Linked DNA regions of Mus musculus: region 2 is linked to region 1. The links are chromatin contacts, called in public promoter capture Hi-C maps. All regions are on one chromosome and are shown on one strand. The core of a region is the stretch at or near the end of the contact, and the rest is flanking DNA. Distances in the headings are between cores, read along the strand shown.

The links. Capture Hi-C pulls out chosen DNA fragments and counts their contacts.
Region 2: a contact with region 1 is called in a promoter capture Hi-C map of adipose tissue, with 2.4 times the contacts expected there. The contact joins two enhancer-like sites. A contact is called at or near these places in 7 of 39 promoter capture datasets (the HPC-7 cell line, liver, maxillary cranial neural crest and 3 more), 36 of 484 Hi-C or Micro-C datasets (3T3-L1-derived adipocytes, B cells, CD8 T cells and 25 more), 18 of 115 datasets of contacts at active chromatin or transcription factors (the NIH/3T3 cell line, T-cell acute lymphoblastic leukemia, astrocytes and 15 more) and 2 of 9 other capture datasets (adipose tissue and pancreatic islet).

Annotation. Positions count from the first base shown.
Region 1 is chr10:118,878,818-118,885,260 of GRCm38.p6, forward strand. Gm40777 (a long non-coding RNA gene) reads left to right here. Exons shown (of 3, transcript XR_872090.1): 2 at 500-626; 3 at 2,269-3,524. It also overlaps a transcript of Dyrk2 not described here and the pseudogene Gm26976. Among named protein-coding and RNA genes, the nearest start is that of Gm40777, 10 kb to the left of the region's middle. Within about 2 kb of position 2,909, at least 106 of the 459 cell types and tissues checked have an H3K27ac peak or open chromatin away from gene starts, as enhancers often do. A contact at or near this core is called in the HPC-7 cell line, adipose tissue, hematopoietic stem and progenitor cells and 1 more, where this site is marked.
Region 2 is chr10:119,062,940-119,069,382 of GRCm38.p6, forward strand. It overlaps Gm33861 (a long non-coding RNA gene), which reads right to left. Exons shown (of 4, transcript XR_380851.2): 4 at 4,466-4,769. Among named protein-coding and RNA genes, the nearest start is that of Gm33861, 10 kb to the right of the region's middle. Within about 2 kb of position 2,637, at least 142 of the 459 cell types and tissues checked have an H3K27ac peak or open chromatin away from gene starts, as enhancers often do. A contact at or near this core is called in the HPC-7 cell line, adipose tissue, hematopoietic stem and progenitor cells and 1 more, where this site is marked.

The sequences.
Region 1 (6,443 bases), core at 1,659-4,158:
GATGGGTGGCTTGCTAGTAATTGGCGGCGAGTGCGTTTGAATTTGGGGGAAACCTGATGAAGCACATACTTCCCCACAGAGCACTGGTTGCTTGTTATCCAGGTGCCGCGGGGCGGAGAGACTGGCAGGCTCCTGTCTTCTGCTCTCTGCCTGCAAATTTTCATCTGACTTAGCAGCACCAAGTGCCACCTTCATCCTTCCCTAATGGCTGAGAAGCAAGAAGTTAGAGTCCCTTTAAAGAAAGTCCTGGGCAGTCCTGAGACACTGGTGCCCAGGCCAAGTGTATCAAGGTCAAATCCTCTCCGTGTGCCGGTTTGCATGGTTCTGCTTTCTCGTGTGTTCTCCCTTAGCCGGGCCAGAATTGCCACGTGGTCTATTGTGTCAGTCAGGGTTCTCTGACAGAACCGATAGGACCGTTTAATATACACTCAAAGGGGGGTTATTAGAGTGGCTTACAGGCTATGGTCAGAATGGTCTAACAATGGCTGTCTCTTGGCAGAAAGGCTCCATCGGTTGTCCAGTTGCCCAGTCCACAAGACTGAATGCCTCAGCACTTCCTCTCCGCTGCAGCTCGGGGAAGTCCTAGAGAGATGACAGTCTTCAGTCTACATTAGAATATCAGGGAGGTAGGTTCTAATGCCAACAAAAGGGATCTCTCAGGAACACGACAGATGAACTTGCCGGTCAGAGTTAGGGCAAGCAAGCAAAGAGCAAAGGCTTCCTTGTTCCATGTCGTTTTATGTGGGCTGCCATTGTAAGGTGTGGCCCAGATGTAGGGTCAGTCTTCAAACTATCTGGATTTCTCGTCATTCTCCCAACTCAAATAATCCAACCACGACAAATCTCTCACAAGTATGCCCAGCTGCTTCAGTTTTAGTTAATCCCAAGTGTGGGCAAGGGGACCCCCAAGGTCAGTTATCATAACAATCCGGACAATGTATGAAAAAGTGAAGTTAACCCCAGAGACTTGATGTAAATACTTTATGGAATGTGAAAGCAAGTGTAGAATTGGTCACTTCCTATACGGTTAATCCAAGCATCTTCAGAAAAGTGCATTGGAATGTTGGGGAATAATGGAAATTGCTAGCAAAAAAAAGTACTAATGGCCAAGAATCTAGGGCAAGTTTTGAATGTTTGAAATAAACATTCGAAACATTAGGTGAGCTCTCTCTTCTTGAAACATAAACAGCTGACATAAACTTGGGATGAGATCATTTCTAGATCTAAAAAAGCTGTTATGAATCCCATTGTATGACTAAATAGAAAAATGCAATTATTTCACAAATATAAAGTAGCACAATGGCCTTCTAAGACAAAATGCTCTCTAATTGAAAAGATAATAGAAAAGAGAGGCATTGGGTCGCCTCTTAAGAAAGAAAGAAAAAATGTAAGTCAGAGGTCTCCAGGAAGCAAATGGGCAGCAAAAAGTGTCTGAAGGAAGTGTTTCTAAGAGTAAGTCATGGGGAAACACTAATACCCTGCAGCCTAGAACGCACCAAAGAAATCCATGGGGCTGCGTATGGCTGGACGCAACATCAGCACCTTTCCAGGACATGGTGGAAGAAAGGAAGGAATTTCAAAAATCTAAATAAATGCAGCTGGTACAGCAACGTCCATGTACTGAGTGCAGGCACATTTCTAATGGAAGACTTGTTCGTGTCTACTTGATGTAAATCATAGCACATGGACCTCATGGCCGAAGTACCACTGTGACTCAGCTGTGGACTAATTATGTCCATTCCCTGTTTCTCAGCTTCTCCCTCTTGGTTCCTAGCTCCTAAAATATCATCTTCCTCACAGCCTTCCTATGAAGCTTAAGGAATGCAATCTATTTCTGAGGCACAGGACAGAACCTAGCATATAGAGAGGGCACAATACATATGACTTAGTATCACTTGATAACACTCTGGGCAAACATAGATGCTCCTAGATTTTTCCATCTTAGACTTAACAAACCAAGAGCAGTAGAAAGATGCCAGTAAAATATGCACCCATAATTACAACAAGGACAAATAAATTATTTTAAAACCAGGACATTAAAGCATTGTGGCCTTTCAATTCTTGAATTTGAAATGTCAGCTGATAGTACAGACAACAGTCTGGCATGAAAGTCACAATTCCACTTGATGTTGCAATCATTTAAACTAATATTTATTATTGAAGACAGGTGCCTCACCCTGTAATAGGCTTAGCAAAATCCTTCTTACCAAGCCTGTCAGCCCATTCAGGAGATGGATGTGGAACCCCACTTTGTCCTGTCTCTTGCAGCTTCCTCTACGTGCTCATCAGTAAGAGTGAAGGCTCTGTCTAAGGAAGATGGTGGATGGCATCCCAGCACCTGCACTTCATCACCCGACTGTGGCAGCTTCTGCTATTATATGTAACCTTGCGTTTTTAACTGTAGGGAAAAAGAAGTCACTTGCCCACCTAACATGCCAGCTATTGGAATTGTAAGAACTAACCCCACTCAGGCATCCCTTCTCTCAGTTATTTCAAAAGTAAAGCAGGAAGAAAGAAGAACCTGCCTTCCAACTGTATAGATACATGCAGCGTGTGGAAATGAAGCCACTCCAGGGCAAACGACCCCCAAGAGTTCTCCGGAAGATGGAATTCTTCCCAATTTTGTGTGTGTGTGTGTGTGTGTGTTTTCCTGTGATAAAACATCTTGATAAAAGCAACTTAGGGGCTAAGGAATTTAGTTGGTTCACAGTTCATTTATAGTTTATTCTTGTGGGGAAGTCAGGACACCTGAGGCATATATTACATCCATAGTCAAGACCACAGAGCAAGGAGTTTACGAATGCACCAGAGTGCTCAGCTTGCTCTCTCCATGCTCACAGAGTCCACCATTTCCTGTCTAGAGGACTGTCCCACTGGGATCAATCTATGCAGAATAATCCCTCACAGACACGTGCATAACTAACCTAGTCTAGACAATCCACATTAGGACTTCTTAGATTACACCTAGATTGTATTGAGTTGACAATGAGCGCTAGTTCCTCTAGGGTCATGAACTAGGTTCCAGCCACCTATTGGGAAGGAAAAAGGTAATGTGCCCCACAAAGTCTACTCCATCATCTTGGGTTCCTTTCTTTCAGTGAAGATTTCCAGAAAAAAAGGGGGGATGAAAAAATGACTTACTGGGGGAAATATGAAAAACACCCAGGATCATAATAAAAATCCTTTCCACCATGGGTTGAATCCAGTCAGAGCCTGTCCTTTTTCTTCCACCTCTTGCGATTTCTGAAACATCGTTTGAAGAAACATTTCATGACGGTCTTTCAAAATGTCAACCTATTTTGGAGTCGGCAAAGCCGACTTTCCTTTGTTCCGTGTTGTTAACGCAGAGCTATAATCTGAGAAGTTTTTACACAGAAACAATAAGAAAGCTGACAACTTTCATTTTAAGAAATCTTGAAAAGGTGGGGAATTATGTATATTGTATTATTAGTATGCTTTTACTCCTGTATATGTGAATATTAGCACTTCATACGTAAATAGAAACTTCAGGTCATAAGTAAAATGCACGGTCTCTCCTATGCAGGAAAAAAGGTCGTCAAAGCCATGAGGGGATTTAAAAGATCCACTCAGTCAATAATTAAAACAGTTTGCGTGTAGCTGGCAAATTTAGAAAGTGAAAGTTAAAAGCCATCAATCAATAGCATTCTGCAGATATGTTTTGTTTGGCTTTTACATGGGACTTTTTGAAAATGTGAACGCGAGTCCAGCCTTTTAAAATTAGACTTCATGTAAATACACATGTTTCTGGTTGTTCTAGAAACAACACAAAATCAGACTGCATTAGCCTTCCTTCCATCTTTCACAATAGTGGCATACAAGCCTTCCTATCCCCACCTCCACCCTGGGCCCTGCAGAATACCACAGCCCCTACCACTTCCTGTTATTGTACGTGCGCCTTTGCTTTTGGTGGTACCTACTTCTACAGCATGCCGGTAACCTCTACATGAGTTTTTTAATTAATGGAATTTCCTCACCACTGCCTTTCCACAGATAGGAACGCATCTCCCCGCTCCCCGCTCTTTCCTTTCTTTGTTTATTTGGGTATTTATTTACACCGAGACTGCTCAGACTGGTCTTGTTTATAAATAAAAATCTGGAACAAGAAGTATCGTTTTGCCTCGCAGTTAGTTGTGGAGACTCTGAAATCATGGCTTGTTTGAGATCTACCTGAGGTGACCTGGCGTAGCCACTGCAGACAGCTCTATGGGGATTCATCATATACTGTAAAAGCATACATTGTTTCCTTACAGTTACCATCTTGCTTTGTCTGGAAGTTGTTAAGGTCTTGAAGTTTCTGTAGACATTCACGAGCACGTTTTGAATAGGGCAGAAATCCCCATGTCTCCCTACTGTGGAAGGGCCCAGGGGAAGAATACATTTAGGACACCGATGACTCTTGAAATAGCCTGCTTATTCAGTAGTGCTGCATACTAGTTTGTATCTGAACATATCGTGGCCAGCATTAAATGCCAGACTTCTACCCTTCCAAAGTATTTCCCCTAATGTGCTTCCTGTCTCGGCGTAGGGAACTTCCGGTGTTCCGGTCAGCCAGGCCGTGTGCCTTGAAGCAGTTCAGCTAGTTTTATTTGTCAACTTTTATCACAACCTAGAATCATCTTGAAAAAGGGAAGCTCAACCGAGGAATTCCCAGATTTCAGTGGCCTGGGACCGTGTCTGTGACAGGTTGTCTTGGTTGTGGTTCATGAGGGAAAATCCAGGCTGCCATGCATCTAGGCTATATAGGGAAGTTAGCGAAGCGTGAGCCGGAGACAACTGTTTCTGCCTCAGTTACTGCTCGGGATCCTGTTGTCACTTCCTTCAGAGATGACCCATGACCTGGAAGTGTAAGCCAAATAAAACCCTTTCCTCCCCAGGTTACTTCCGGCCAGACTGTTTTATCGCAGCCACGGGAAATTGAGTAGAATGTGGTTGTTTATTCTCCTCTTGCTCTTATCCGTCCATCCCATCATCTACAAAACCTAATAACCTCACACTAAAAGAATTCTACCAACCACTCACTTCTCTTTATGGCTAATATCGCCATAATTAAAGGCAACGCTACAGCTCAACCGCATCATGAGAAATATCTTCTTACGTAGTCTCCATTGCTCCTTTTATTCCCAACATGGCTACCATGAGGATCCCTTCCAGATGACCTTTCAGGTGTTCCCTTCAGATGTCCCTTTTGGACAAACCTGTTGCACCACTTCTCAAAATCTAATGCCTCTTCAGTAGCCAGAGTCAAAGGCAAAGTTCTTGGTGTAACTAAAAGCTCCTAAGTGATTCTCACCCTCCCTCCTCATCTTGTGAGGTAAGCACCTCCCTTGTACACTTCAGCACCACAGACCTGTTGTTGCCTCTCAAGCATTCCACACCCAGGGCTGAGAAGGAGGTGCAATGGGTATAAGTGTGAAGGAAGATCAGAACCCGACATTCATAAGATAGCTAGTGTGGCAGTCTTGCTTATACTCCAGCCCTGGGGAGGAGGGTACAAAGAGAAGGAAGGGGGCGGGGCAAGGGAGATCTCTGAGGCTCACCAGTGAGCCTAGCCAAAGGCACAAATGGTAGGTTCAGTTACAGAAAGACCATCTCAAAATTTAACTTGGGGAGTCATAGAGGAAGATGCTCAAAGTTGACCTCTGGCTTCCACATGCACAGAAATTGGGGGGGGGGGCACATGTGTATATACATGCATGTACATGATACACACACATAAACACTATGCCATACTCATTTCGCACCCAGAGCCATATTTGTATCAGCTCTTTTGCCTAGAATGTTCTTCCTTTAAAAAGCCCTCACCTCTTTCAAGTCTTTGGTACATGTTGTTGGTTGGCTGGAGTCAACCCTAGTCCACTGAAGATCCATTGAAGATAGTATGCATCCTAGCATGCACACACACACATATGCACACATGTATGCACACATGTATACATACATATATAAATACACACATATAGACATATATATACACATATACATACATACACATGTACACATACAGACACACATATACACTCATATATACACATGCACACATATACATTCACACATGTATACACACACATACAGACACATATGTACACATGTACATACATACATACACACATGTATACACACATACACATGCACATGTACATACACACACACACACACACACACACACACACCTTTTTTGTGCTCTCACCATCTGGCATGACACACATCTTTGCTCAGTTGTTTTCTCTTTGTTTCCTTCTTCTAGAACACACATTCTGAGAACAGGAGCTTTCCTTGTGTGTGTGTGTGTGTGTGTGTGTGTGTGTGTGTGTGTGTGTGTGTGTGTGTGTGTGTTTTTAACCTGCTGTTTTTTAGTGCCCAGAATAGCTCATGGGAATGAAAGTTTCCTAATAAATATTCAATGGATAAATTATGTAGAAATG
Region 2 (6,443 bases), core at 1,387-3,886, 180 kb after region 1:
CACACACACACACACACACACACACACACACACATAACAACCTTCCCAAAAGAGCCTGTCCCTCCCTGCTTCACCTTCCTCCTGTCTCTCATCAGCCTCATGAGTAAAGTGCTACTTCATCCAAAAGCCTTTCTTGAGGTATCCGGTGGGCTTCAGATGCCTTTCAGGGTTCCACAGTGCTGCAAGCTCCTTGTAGGAGTTCAGCTAGCTACTTGTTTTTCACCAGCCTCTGGCTGGCCAGTGACCTAAGGACAACAGTCTCTCATGTCCATTTCCGGTGACCACATTACTTCCTGCATGCTACAGGGACACAATGGGACATGTCCAACCCGAGACCCACAGGCCTCAGGGAACCACTCGTGACCTTGGCAAGTAACGAGGCAGTCTGGTACAAAACGACAAACATGAAACATTAAACAATAAACACGAAACATTGTGTTCTGTCACTGGATTGTCTGATTCTCTCTGGTGGACTCCGTGGATGAGAACATCAACTTCCCACAGCCAAACTGTTGGCTTGAACCCTCTTGTGCTGACAACCGAGCAAAGGATAGCACTATTCAGAGTCGTTAGGAGTGGAGGGAAGACACCCAAAGGCTCCACCCGGGAGATATGACTGCTAATCAAAATTGCAGCTGGAAAGCCTGAGTCATCCAGGCCTGGGATGATTGAAGGGCAGAGAGACGTCGCAAGCAGAAGGCATGAGGAAGAAGATAAAAGCCGGAGGGGGCCAGGTCAACGTCAGAGGACTGCTGGGCAGACTGTATTGGTAGAGCAAAGCATGATGGGATGAATGAGGGTCACACAAGCAACAGTGGCTGGATGGGAAGGGGCAGGTCCTCAGCCCATCTTCCCTTGTACCCATCCAAATAAAACCAGCAGACTGGGGAGACTCCAGAGCTGGTCTCCTCGGAACACATAAGCGACACTGGACTGCTGTGTCCAGTCCCCAGGCTGAATAATCTCCCGTGCGTCATTGCCCAGTTCTGTAAGATCCCACATGGGGTCTCCTCCACTGGGAAGCTTTCAGACAATCGTGTGTGTGTGTGTGTGTGTGTGTGTGTGTGTGTAAGACAGAGGTTAACATCTGGTGTCTTTCTCTACCACTGTCCACCCTATTTGTTGAGACAGAGGTTCACCTGGAGCTCATCAACTGGATAAGAGTAAGGGCTCAGCAATAGCCCCAGGGACCATCCCCATTCCCAGATCTCCAGCACTAGTATTACAGGCCCTTATGCCTGGCTTTTTACATGTCTGATGAGGATACACAATGAGATCCCTGTGTTTGCCTGTCTACCTATGTAGCCATGTCTCGATGCCCCCACCCAGGTCTCTGTGTTAATTATGCTCTACTCACAAAGGGTGTCCCTTATCACAAATAGTATGTACACTTCCCCTCCACTTGATAGGCTTATTTTTCCCAAAATCAGCCTGACTTCTTCCTCAACCCCGGCACTTCTGATGACATCATACCACCCAGCTTTTTATCTCGACACGCTGTCATTTCTAATGTTAATTTTAGCAATTTCATCAGTGGCCGTCAAGGAAATCAATATCCCACGTGGGCTAATCCCTGCCCTAGAGAAGAGCAGCTCTGCGACCCATCTTATTTGCTGATAGACTATCACACGAGAGGGTTTAGTCACTGGCTAATGCGATCCACCGCTGCGCTCTGCGTTCTGTCTCTGTGCTGGGCACTGATGGAGCCTGGAAATTAAAGATGAACAAGATGTGTCTTACTCTAAAGTGATTACTGACCCGTGGAGCAAGTTCTAGGCATTGTGGAAATTATTCATGAGGTGGGTAGGGCCAAGACTACCCTAGATCAGGGTGTCTTGAACTGTGGTCCCTCTGCCAACAATGGCACCATGACCTGGAAACTCATCTGATAAGAGCTTCCTTGGGCTCCTCTGACAACCCTGCTGTATTGGAGCTGTTCCTACAAAATTGATTTAGCATCCTTCCAGGGGTGTTGGCTGGGATAAGGGAGAGAAAGAACCTCCGGGTCTACACCACACACTCCCAACCTCTCTCTCCGTCTCCTCCTTCTTCTACAGAACTAGTAACATAGCCAGGGCACATCAGTCCAGAGAGACACTCCCCAAGATAAAGTAAAACACTGTCTTAGCACGTAAGGACCACACCGGACACCCTCTGCCTAGAACCAGAGAGATGCTTCTCGAAGATCAGCCGTGGTTCAGGCCACGCTGATGCGAACCCCTTCAGTGGACAAGAAAGCACGGAGGCTAAGATTGCCACTTTTGCCCCTGCTGCCTCGGAGGAAAACAAGCAATAGTCTCAGCTTGAGAACTCAAAGCGAAGGGACTCTGGGGCCATCGCGGTGTACGGGGGACCAGATCATGGTCTTAGCCCGTGAGTCCCGTGGCCCTGTGACTACTTTAAGTAAATTAAAGCACGCTGCTTTCTTTCTGGAATTCAAGGACAATGGATCCTGCCCATGGCAGACCTTGGCAGACCTCTCAGAACTCCTGGCCACTGGGTTTTTTTGTTTTGTTTTGGGTTTTTTTTTTTTTTTTTGGCTTCTTGCCACGTGTCATTAGTGACCTATTTTCCCTGCTGTGAGCTCAGCCATATCGAAGGCCCCTGAATCAGCAGTTTCTCCTCCACTTTGCTGGCTCCAGGCTGGTGAAACCGACACTAGCGTCACAGAGCATGCCACCTCGTATGCTCTCCCTCCCGTCCTCGGGGGAGGCGGAGAGCACGTGATCCTGATAAAGACGTAGGCTTTGACCTGAGGCTGCCTGGGAGAGCCCAGCTGTCGTGCCTCCTCCAGATAAACCGCTGAACCTGGGATTATTTTAGCTGAATAAGTAATCAGAACTAAAAATAGCCTTAAACTGCCTGGGCTTTGTTTAAACCCTGCCCAGGTGGGAAAGATAAGGTTTTTTGTTTTGTTTTGTTTTTTTAAATATAATCTAATTACAAAAGCATATTTTAAAACACTTTACTCCAAAATGCAAAAACTACTTTTACAACACGCCTATTTGGAATATAGTGCTCAGTTAATCTGGCTCTCTGAAAAAAAGAAAATGCCGTCATTTGAATTGCATACCGAGTTGAGATTACCAGTTGTTAAAAGCAACCAGAAATTGTGCTTAAACCTTCTAGGGATATCTTCAAACATAAATCCACGTGGGAAAATTACCCTTTGCTGCTTTAAAAACCAGCAAAAGCGAGCTTGCTGCCAGGCCTATTAATCTAGAAGCCACGTCCCACTAGAGGGCGCTGTCCTGGTCCGTCCTTCTCAGCCTCAGCGGCTTCCTGCTTTGTCCCTTTGCAGAGTGCTTCTTTTTTTTTTTTTTTTTTTTTTTTTTTTTTTTTTTGTTTTTTTTTGTTTTTTTTTTTTGTTTTTTTTTTTTTTCCATTTTTTATTAGGTATTTAGCTCATTTACATTTCCAATGCTATACCAAAAGTCCCCCTTACCCACCCACCCCCACTCCCCTACCCACCCACTCCCCCCCTTTGGCCCTGGCGTTCCCCTGTACCGGGGCACACAAAGTCTGCGTGTCCAATGGGCCTCTCTTTCCAGTGATGGCCGACTAGGCCATCTTTTGATACATATGCAGCTAGAGTCAAGAGCTCAGGGGTACTGGTTAGTTCATAATGTTGTTCCACCTATAGGGTTGAAGATCCCTTTAGCTCCTTGGGTACTTTCTCTAGCTCCTCCATTGGGAGCCCTGTGATCCATCCATTAGCTGACTGTGAGCATCCACTTCTGTGTTTGCTAGGCCCCGGCATAGTCTCACAAGAGACAGCTACATCTGGGTCCTTTCGATAAAATCTTGCTAGTATATGCAATGGTGTCAGCGTTTGGATGCTGATTATGGGGTGGATCCCTGGCTATGGCAGTCTCTACATGGTCCATCCTTTCATCTCAGCTCCAAACTTTGTTTCTGTAACTCCTTCCATGGGTGTTTTGTTCCCACTTCTAAGGAGGGGCATAGTGTCCACACTTCAGTCTTCATTTTTCTTGAGTTTCATGTGTTTAGGAAATTGTATCTTATATCGTGGGTATCCTAGGTTTTGGGCTAGTATCCACTTATCAGTGAGTACATATTGTGTGAGTTCCTTTGTGATTGTGTTACCTCACTCAGGATGATGCTCTCCAGGTCCATCCATTTGGCTAGGAATTTCATAAATTCATTCTTTTTAATAGCTGAGTAGTACTCCATTGTGTAGATGTACCACATTTTCTGTATCCATTCCTCTGTTGAGGGGCATCTGGGTTCTTTCCAGTTTCTGGCTATTATAAATAAGGCTGCTATGAACATAGTGGAGCATGTGTCCTTCTTACCAGTTGGGGCTTCTTCTGGATATATGCCCAGGAGAGGTATTGCTGGATCCTCCGGTAGTACTATGTCCAATTTTCTGAGGAACCGCCAGACTGATTTCCAGAGTGGTTGTACAAGCCTGCAATCCCACCAACAATGGAGGAGTGTTCCTCTTTCTCCACATCCTCGCCAGCATCTGCTGTCACCTGAATTTTTGATCTTAGCCATTCTCACTGGTGTGAGGCAGGGCTGGGGCGCGTTTCATCGTCACAACAATTCCTTCCTCCCTCTAGAGACACAGCCCCACCCAAGCAGTGCACCTGGCGGCCCCTCTGGGGCTATTTCTTCCTGCTCCGTGTTTTGTTTCTATCTCTTCTTTTCTGGCTCAGAAGTTACAATGAGCACCTACTGAAAGTCATTCAGAGAAGATGGACCAGCTTAGCTAGGAAGCAAATTGACCCTGCTGCGTCTGGATTCTAGGGAAACAGAAGGAAGACATGAGATGATGGATGAATCAAGTTATTCATTCGGGACCATTAAACACACGACAGGCGACAGATCCCGGAGAAGACCTCTTCTGTCTCAATACACTCCCACCCCACCGTGTGGAGTTTCTCACTCTCTGAGATTCAGTCTTCCCATTTGGAAGCATAAGATAACAAGATACCAACCCCAGCAATCAGTTCTTATCTTGGGTACTTTTGAGGGTCGTTTTTATTATTTGTATGTGTTCATTTGAGTGTATCTGTGTTATGAGTGTACAGGTGCCCACAGAGGCCAGAAGAGGGCGCCACTACGATCCCCTTGGAGCTGGAGTTACAGGGATTATAAGCCACTAGACACCAGCGCTGGGAGGTGAACTCAGATCCTCTGGACGAGTGGGAAGTGATCTTAACTCCTGAGCCATTTCTCATGCCACCTTCCTTTGGTGTTTTGAGACATGGTCTTGCTATGTCGCCTGGACTGGCCTCCAACTTGGCACCTGATGCTACTGTCTCCTGAGATCTGGAGTTACAGATGAATAGTCCTGTGCTTGGGTTTGGCTACATTGACTGTTCTGAGCTAAAATAATAACATATTGCCTTGTTCATACATTCCTGTCGTGGAACAATGTAAACAAAGTATCCATTCCTAGGGCGGAAGCATTAGTAGGGAGACAGGGAACTCTGAGTTAGATTCAGTCCGAATTCTTACTGTTGTTACTGTTAACTCATCTTTCAGGCACATGAACATTAGGTTTACTCTGGCAGACACTCAAGTGGCAAGCACTTTGAGAGTTCTTGCAAGGATGCTTACTACAGAATTCAGAGTGTTAACTATCCCGTATAGGCACCTTTAATTGTATAATTTGTTATTGTACGTTCATTGAAATGATGCAGAAAAAAATTCAAAATAAGGCCAAGGAAAGGAACTGACAGAGGGAAAAGAGATCAACACATGTCATAAACTGGCACTAAAAAAAAAAAAAAAAAAAAATGCAGCGTGTATACTACGGCATGGGTAATAACTCTAACCCTGACGCTGAAGAACCCAGAATTGGTGCCAACCAACAAATGTATTGATGAACTAGGCAAGCTGTGATCGTAGAGGTTTTAGTTTTATAGTTTGGGGAGGTTTATTTTTTTATGTTTATTTTTTTCTAGAAGAAACACATTTCTTGTGGGTACTAAGAAAAATACATAGATGTCAACATGATGGTGCATGCCTTTAATCACAACATTCAGACAGAGGCAGGAGGATCTCTACGGGTTTGAGGCCAACCACATCTGTATAGTTTCAGGTGAAGCAGCCTTTATAATGAAGCCCTTTCTGAAGAAGAAGAAGGAGGAGGAGGAGGAGGAGGAGGAGGAGGAGGAGGAGGAGAAGAAGAAGAAGAAGAAGAAGAAGAAGAAGAAGAAGAAGAAGAAGAAGAAGAAGAAGAAGAAGAAGAAGAAGAAGTAGTAGTAGTGGTGGTGGCAGAGGAGGAAGAGGATGAGGAGTAGAAGAAGAAGGAAAAGAAAGGGAGGAAGAAGAGGAAGAAGAAAGGAAAGGAGGAAGGGGAAGAAAATGAATGAAAAAGGAGGAATGATAAATGGAAAATATTTCAACTAAGGAACTCCCAAGAAGAACCTGTAGGGAAGTTTGGGGACCAAAGAATCTTTGGAGGAACT